Regions from separate parts of the Gossypium raimondii genome. Here region 1 is linked to region 2. A link is a contact called in public Hi-C data. All regions are on one chromosome and are shown on one strand. The core of a region is the stretch at or near the end of the contact, and the rest is flanking DNA. Distances in the headings are between cores, read along the strand shown.

Region 1 (4,417 bases), core at 279-2,778, 280 kb after region 2:
GGCTAACCTAATATTACAACTATATTGCAAAATTCTAAATAGATTTCTCCAATTCTCCAATTGGATGTTGAGACTGATATACAAGGTTTTTCCTTTTCAAGTAAGGTTTATTCGTTTTCGTGCACATAACAAAAAAGAGCAAGGAAAGGCATAAAACTCACGAAGCATGGTCATATGAACTGAGGATGCCTGCGTGAGGCCAAGGATAATTTGCAACTCCTAAACCGTGTTCTGCCTCATCAGCAGATGCTACTGTTGCAAAACCTAGTAAACCTGAAACACCAGCTCCAAGGAGTGCAACAGTCCTCATACCAGCAGAACCCGCATCGTCATTAACTTTCCTTGATGAAAACCATGATAAAGCTTGAACCTGAGCAATAATACAGAACAAGTATTGGTAACTGGGAGAAAACCATTCCAGGTTAAATCCTATAGAAACTTTTCATTATTATTCAGAGATGAAAACTTTTTTTGCTCTGACTCTTCATTGTTCATGAAGTGCACACGTCCAAGACTCGTATCCGACACTTGAGTATGAAGATAAACATCCAAGGATACTCCAAATACATGGAAAAACTTTAAAAAATCTGATCATACCCATCTCAATGCACACTTGCATATCAGACATTAGCACCCAAGTAAGAGTAATATAGGATGAAAACATACCGCAATTGGACAAAGCTTGCCTTAAAAGTTAGAATTCATCTTGAGGAAAGTAGAAAACTAGGATCAATGAATGAAAACTTGCTACAATTTAACAAATACTAGAATCCATGTAGCAAAATATTTCAAGATTATCTAAGAAAATCCAGTAAGAACCATGTAGATTGCATGGTCTTCATGACCTCATTCCATAGGTAAGTATAAGTTTAACATCAATGAAGGAAAACTAGGAAAGAATCTTACAGCAGACTGTGATTGAAATTTCCTCCTTAAAACCTGGTGGATTAATCCTCCAGCCATTTCAGTTAATTTCCCTGAAAAGTTCAGCTGAAACTTAATAAGCAAATGTATATTTACAATTAAAATGTTCAAAAAAAAAGGACAAAATGAGATTAAAAAGAGAATTCATATAAAGGTTCCTTTTTTTCAGTCAAATAATCATTAAATTCTCCAAAAAGGAAAAGCTTTAACAGTGTTGAAACAAGTGGGTAATCATAAAATCAAAGGATAAACATACAATACACAAAGAACAGTAAACCCAATCTAAGGAATAGCATAAGGAAGCCAAAAAAAGGTTAAAGTTTAAAATGAAAAAAGGAGGAACTTGAAAACCCTAACATAGAGGATCTGGGGGCAGATCCAACAACTATGGAGGAAAAAATAATAAAAATAATAAACCCAAAGATTAAAAGAAGATGTGAAGAAAGCATAAGACAGAGAACTAACTTGAAAAAGAGAGTGAAGGTTGATCACAGAGAGGTGGTGGTGGTGGTGGTCAAAGGAACCGGCGGCTGCCTCACAGATCCAAAGGAACAAAACGAAAAGTATAAGAGAAAACAGCATAAATTATAGTAGGAAAAAAAAAGCAGTGATTGAGATTTAGTCGAGTCGCGTGTCCACCAACAGACAGTAAGGTTTTGGGCTTTTAGGATGGCCTTGAAAACTGCCAGGTCTTGTGTTTGGTCTTTTCAGTGACATGAGACCCAAGTAGTGGACAGCAATAAAACCAGCCCATAAAGGAGACTCCACAAATAAATAAAAAGAAAACAGACAGGCCCCTTTTTTTCTTGCAGAGACAGCCCATTGCATCCACCGACCGATCATGAAAACAACTGCCGAGGATTGCCCTTGAATTTTCAACCTCGGAAGACACATAAAATTAAAGGATTAATTCCACAGTACATCCTCAAGTTATGATTTATATTTTAAACAAGTTCTAAATTTTAAAATGCTCGAATTGAGTTTTTAAAATATTAGTATCATATCAATTAGGTTCTTTCGTTAATCTAATTATTAATTTGGATGCTAAATAAGCATGAATCTAATAAAAAATATAGTTTTTATGCAATATTTAGTGTTATTTGAACCGAATTGATTGATATACTAGTCTGAATATAGAAGTTGAATCGACCTCTAAACGAACTGCTCAAACTAATAAAAAATTGGAAGTCAGAACAAAAAGTCAACAATTTGAATCAGTTGAACGGATTTTATATATATTTTTTATGTTTTATGAATATTTTTATTATTTATTTTTATATGATTGTTCAAATCGAATGTTGAACATAGTTTAAACAGTTCAACCACTATCCTGATTTTTAAAACACTCGTGGCATACGATTCCCAAGTTATCCAAATGCTAAAAGGACCTAACCGATACTTTGAGTATTATAGTTTAGGACTAATGTAAATTTTGAAGCATAATTTAGGACATGAGATGTAATTTACCCAAGAATTAGTGAACTTCAAAAGGCAATGAAAAACCATTGGCGCCCAACATTTTTAGCAGAGTTCAAAGTTACTGCTGTCTCAAGCTGTCTTTCTTTTTTCTCCTCCAACCCCTGTATTCCCTTTACGTTCTAATAAATAAATGGAGATGAGCAATACTCTTATGAACCTGCAAAAAGAAAAATGGGCAAAAATCTACCTCACCACCATCAACATCAAAGCAAGAGCAACAACAGTTACACAAAATTTATATTTGCTCTATTCTTTTGTCTTTTGGGATTGGCTTGCATTGTAGATCTCTTCTGGGCATCTTCTTCTTCTTTTAGCTCTTCATATCTTAGGTTTGCATCCAATTGGGTGTCTCAAAAACCTCGTATCTTTGTTTCTCAACAACAACAACAACAACAACACAACGTTGACGACAAGGTTTTGTCTTTTTTTTTTCTTTCCCTCTCTTTAAAAATTTGTTCTTTTGGTGATAGATTTTTTTTTTTTTTTGCTATGTTATTTGTAAAATTTTAGATTGGGAAAAAGAAGAGATTTTTATCAGCAACATTTGCGGATTTACCAGCACCAGATTTGGCATGGGAACAAATGCCATCAGCACCAGTTCCACGCCTTGATGGTTCAGCTATACAAATTAACAACCTTTTCTATGTTCTTTCAGGATATGGTACCCTTGACCATGTAAGTTTATCAATCTATGAACACTTTGGTTTTAAATTGTTGATTAGATTGAATGGATGAATGTAATTGATGTTTATTTGATTTTCAACAACAGGTGCACTCTCATGTTGATGTGTTTAATTTCACTGATAATACATGGCGTGCCAAGTTCGATACACCAAAAGACATGGCGAATTCACATCTAGGAGTAGCAAGTGATGGGAGATACATATATGTAGTGTCAGGTCAATATGGTCCCCAATGTCGGGCCCCGACATCTCGTACTTATGTTCTTGATACTCAAACAAGGGAATGGCAAAGCTTGCCTCCTTTGCCAGCCCCAAGGTATGTGACACCGATATGTGATTGTATGAACCACACTGAACTTGGATAAATGTCGAATGAACTAACTTTTTTTCAACATTGAAAAAATTTCAGGTATGCCCCAGCAACTCAGTTATGGAAAGGCAGGCTCCATGTGATGGGAGGCAGCAAAGAGAACCGCCACACACCGGGATTGGAGCATTGGAGTATAGCAGTGAAAGATGGCAAGGCATTGGAGAAAGAGTGGCGGACTGAGATCCCGATTCCTCGTGGAGGACCGCATAGGTATTGTTATTGCTCTTTTGGAAATGTTAATACCTTGAGGATTCTAGCCTATAAAGATTGACTAATTTACGCGGTGACTAATCGTTTTGACAGGGCTTCTGTTGCGATAAACGATCGACTGTTTGTAATCGGCGGTCAAGAGGGAGATTTTATGGCAAAACCTGGATCACCTATCTTCAAATGTTCTCGTAGACACGAGGTATATAAATAGCTAGTTAATGGATAGGTTCATTGCAAGCCATGATGATCATTATTCAGACATGTTTTTTAACCTGCCATGTTTTTTCATGTTGGATTCTCTGGTTTCTTATATAACCTGAAATGCTTCATCATTATTTTAGGTTGTATATGGGGATGTTTACATGCTAGACGCTGAAATGAAGAAATGGGAAGTGTTACCTCCACTGCCAAAACCAAACTCCCACATAGAATGTTCTTGGGTAGTTGTCAACAATTCGATCATAATTACAGGCGGCACAACAGAAAAACATCCAGAGACCAAAAGGATGATCCTGGTCGGGGAAGTTTTCCAGTTTCATTTAGATTCACTGGTATGTGTGTGCTTTGTCTGAAAAAAGAGACTTTTCTTAAGGCAATGGAAGCAACTGAAACATGCTAAATGAATTTGCTAATTGCAGACTTGGTCGGTGATCGGAAAGCTTCCTTACCGTGTGAAGACAACCTTAGCCGGTTTCTGGGACGGATATTTGTATTTTACATCGGGACAACGAGACAGAGGACCAGATAATCC
Region 2 (4,361 bases), core at 253-2,752:
ATACCTCAAACCAAACGCTGAGACCGAGAGAAAAAATGAAGCAGTGGATCACAAGAATCAGCAGTGAATTAATCCTTCCAGACTGCAAGTCAAGCCGCTAACAGAGCATGCATGCATGGATCGCAAGAATCAGCAGTGAATTATAGCTGCAGCTATGTCATTGAAATCAGCAGTAAAGGTTTAGACTTGTTCACAGAATTTACAAAGTTAAATCAACAAGAAGCATGATTCAACAAACTGCTACAAACTTTCACAAGAAGACAGAATTTTAAAACATGAATTTTTAACCATATTAGTGAACATTTGAAGCACGCAATTCCAAGCAAAAAGTGGAGGGGATGATATCAATTTCCTCTCTTTTTGGATTTCTATTTCTTAATGACAAATGCAACCTCAGATTTCAGCTACTCTAACATAAATAGAACAGGGTAACAATTTTATAAGAAACCAAATCAAACAAATTTCCACAATTAACTCCAGTAGTTGATCTGTAAGCCAGATCTCCTTCCAGGCATAAGAGTAAATTTCTAACGCCAATAACTAATTTAACGTTAAAAATCCATTGGCATGAACTAATCAAATTTGTGTTAAAAATAGATACAGATTCGTTTTCTACAAAGATATACAAAAGCAATGCATCAAAGCAAGCCAGCCATTACTGAATACAACTGCCTCTAAGACTCAACAACCAAAAAATCTAAAATCTGAACTATAACAAGAAAAACAATTACAAGAAAAATGGCGAAAAAATGGTTTGAAAAGCAAGAACCCTTAGCAAAGAAAAAATGTTTAAGGTAAACGGTTGTTGTTGCTACTGCTTTTTCACAATTGGCTTAACAATCGTCATCGTCTTTCTCTTTTTTTTGTTTAAATCCAAATACCAGAACATGATTTAACCAAACCAATAAAAAACAAAAAACAAAGAACCCCAAAAGACCGTAACTGTGCAAAAATAGGCCTAAATTCAAAGCTGAGTAGACTAATTTTGGACTTGAAAAGAGTCGCTCAATGATAAAGTTAAAGAAACAGAGCCATACCTCAAAGGACGGAGACGCCACAACCTGTTCGAATGGAGTATTGAAAGAGGAGAAGGATTTAGGGCTGGGTTTTTGAAGAAAGGGCAATTTTCATTGGCAACTGCTGTTGGGATTACTCACTGGCGATCTGAGACGGTGGAGATTTGGTTCGAAGAAAACTGCTATTGATGTTGGGAGGGAGAGGGTAGGGTGGAGCAGCAGATTTTGGCTGGGGAGGGTAAAACAGAAACGATTAGCTAATCCTTACTTTTGGAACGGAATGGCTAATCGTTGGTGAAGCAGAGAAAATGAGGAATACATCCGTGTTGTAATAGGCCTGTAATAGGTAATACATCAAACCAAACACGAGATTAATTGGGGATTAGTGGAGCCCACGGAATAGGGGTGTAATGACTAATCTATTACACCAAACCAAACATGGTGTCAGTTTTCACTTCGCCTTTAAATGAAGTGATTCACGAACTGCATGACAATGTACTACAATATACTTTGCTTAGGATAGTTCCTTAATTCCCTATTATTTCTCTTATAATATCCTACCATTAAAATAACAATATATTTTTTAAATTATTACTCAATTACACCATCTGAGTTACATGAAAAATCTAGTCAACTATGTACAACTAATAACAAAATTCACATTTTAGTTACATATTTAATTTTAATATTTTTATTTAAAAGTTATGTCATAACAACAATAAATAATAGTGTTATCAATTTAATAATATAATAAAAATATAAAAATCAAATTATGTTAAATTAAAAAAATTAAATCTCAAATTTCAAGAGATTATTTAAATAAAAATTAGAACTTTTGTTTTTTTTATTCAACGTAGGTATTATAGAAACCTCACTCAACTTAGGAATAGTCTACCCGACTTTCTACTCCCACATACAACATGGCACATAAAAGATTCAACTCTTATCAAAAGTCTCAAAGTTGTTGCTTGAGCAAAAATGGTCAACACCACAAACCAATTCGCTCTCCGCTATAATATCGTTTATGGAATCCAAGATTATGTAATCGATAGTTTAATCCTATAAACACGATATCTAATTCGTAAAGTTCAACACCTGAAAAAACTCAATCACTTTTGTACATGTTTCAAAGGTTTCGATTAGAGAAATGATAATCTCTCTCATTTCCTCTTCATGGATAACAAACCATGAAAAGTTAAACAAAAATATGAAGTCAATCCCGTCAACAAAGGTTATGTTCATCTCTAACCTTGATAAGATAGTGACTATCAAATTTAGGCATGATTAGCAATTAACTCATGTTAAGACTATTATGTTGTCTATAAGTTCAAATAGGGATATAACTTATCTCGACTACCAAAGCATAATTGACTCCCAAGATAGAGATATTAATGTGGTTATTTGGATTGATAATGCATTGGATTGAACTCAAGATGAAAAAATATTAAATCTATTTATAGATTTTTTTATTCATTGTGCGACTTACCTTAATATTGAGTAAATGAATGACTATATATGTATGACTTGTGTACTTTAATATATTTATAATCAATGTGTCTCAAATAATAAGCAAAAATTTGGTATGTTAGGTATATAACTTAATTACATTTTATTTTAACCTACATTATATATGGCTAATTAGTCTATTTGATAAATTGTTATAGATTTATATGGAATGCGTGTTAAAGTATGGACCAATCAATAAATGATTTGGAGTGATAGATCGCATGAACTATTTATCATAATAATTGAAATTTCTTAGAGTAACAAGAGATGGCGTACGGTTAATTAAGTTTTATTGGATTATTATTTAATTAGATAAATAAATCAAATAATTGAGTTCAAATTGAAAATTAAATTAAAAGGTCATCTTAGTTAATTTACTTCAAAATTAAAGCAATTCATAATTAAATAAGTTTATGTTGGGAAATGTGCATATATTGTAGTAAAAATGTAATTGTTTTGTATGTATTTGAACGGTGAATAAATAAATAAAGTTAATTTCACATTTCACTATTATGTATTTTGTGTTTTTATCTTTCATATTTTGCATGCATAACGAAATTGAGACAAGCAAATATTAGTTCATTGATTGTTTAAGTTCAATTTGTTTACATTGCGAGAAAGATAAATCTAAATGAGTCTGTAATCTCGTAAAAGAATCAAAGTGAGCATCTGGTTCAAATACTTAGAAGGATTATTACGTCACCTACAATTTCAATTGGGGAGATTACTAGTCTTGGCTATCGAAACAGTTAGACTCTATAGGTAGAGACATAAATGTATTCATTGAAAAAATGATACATTGGACTGGACCCAAGTTAAATTAATTTTGAATCCGTTTGTGAATTAATTCACTTGTGACGTTTATGGTGTGATTTACCTAAACCCTGAGTTAGTCACTGACCATGCGTATGTAACTCATGTGCTTTGATATAAGTGGAGGCTTATACTCTAAAGATGATCGAGCCGATAGTCAGTATGTTAAGTATATGACTTGTGTATGGCATGGCTTTACTAGCTACAATGGAATTCATAACTCGATTAAAGAGTCAACGATATCCTCTCATTGGCATTGTGTGGATTGATAAATATGGAACGTGGTCATGAGTTGCTTATTCTTGAACATGCAATTTATCATAGTCATTTGTTAACAATGATCATATTAATCATTAAGAAGACACAATGGTGACAATGAGATAAAATATGATTGTATTGAGTGAATTGATTTAACTCAAAGGAATTAATGATATCATATGAGGGTAACACACACATGACGAGGTCATTGGACAAACTTGTTGGATGAATTGCTTTCGTAAAGAGTATACAATAAGAAGTTTTCAATCATGGTACTTCTTGTAGACTAACTCCATGATTAAGTAATTGTGAATTATTAAAATGATGTTTCTAGACATAATTGCAATTACTGAAGCCTAATTGTATATGTCCGATTGGTCCCTCCGCTAGCTCAACAAAAACTCGATCGGATTGCATTTGAATCAGAAGGAAATTCTATGACCTTGGAAATCATTAAATTGAATCGATTTATTTAATGTGAAATTAAATTGGGCGATCGTGAAAATTGTTCAACTAAATAATTTGATTAAATAATTTTCTTGAAAAAGTAATTTTGAAAAATCTCAGTGATTTTTGAGAAAATTAATTTTGATTAAGTAAAATTAAATTAATCAAATTAATTAAAATTAATATGATATTTTTAGAAATTAATTTTCAAGTCAGACAATTGCCCCAATGGGTAATTGAATTTGAAAATTGGACCTGAGATCGAAAATTGGGCGCATGAACCTAAAACTGAGATCGAGACTTAAAAATTGGTCAAATTGA

Evidence for each region. Hi-C and Micro-C count contacts between places; a contact is called where the count stands out from the background.
Region 1: a contact with region 2 is called in a Hi-C map of leaf, with 2.7 times the contacts expected there. The contact joins the promoter of LOC105798425 here to the promoter of LOC105798422 in region 2. A contact is called at or near these places in 2 of 2 Hi-C or Micro-C datasets (both in leaf).

The regions. Positions count from the first base shown.
Region 1 is chr9:11,269,924-11,274,340 of ASM2569854v1, forward strand. LOC105798425 (cytochrome c1-2, heme protein, mitochondrial) reads right to left here and starts at 1,529. Exons shown (of 8, transcript XM_012628482.2): 1 at 1,390-1,529; 2 at 907-977; 3 at 162-370. The coding sequence starts at 963. It overlaps LOC105798426 (kelch repeat-containing protein At3g27220), which reads left to right and starts at 2,505. Exons shown (of 7, transcript XM_012628483.2): 1 at 2,505-2,817; 2 at 2,914-3,078; 3 at 3,173-3,402; 4 at 3,496-3,666; 5 at 3,760-3,865; 6 at 4,008-4,217; 7 at 4,305-4,417. The coding sequence starts at 2,575.
Region 2 is chr9:10,986,576-10,990,936 of ASM2569854v1, forward strand. It overlaps LOC105798422, which reads right to left and starts at 1,503. Exons shown (of 5, transcript XM_052621158.1): 1 at 1,038-1,503; 2 at 5-152.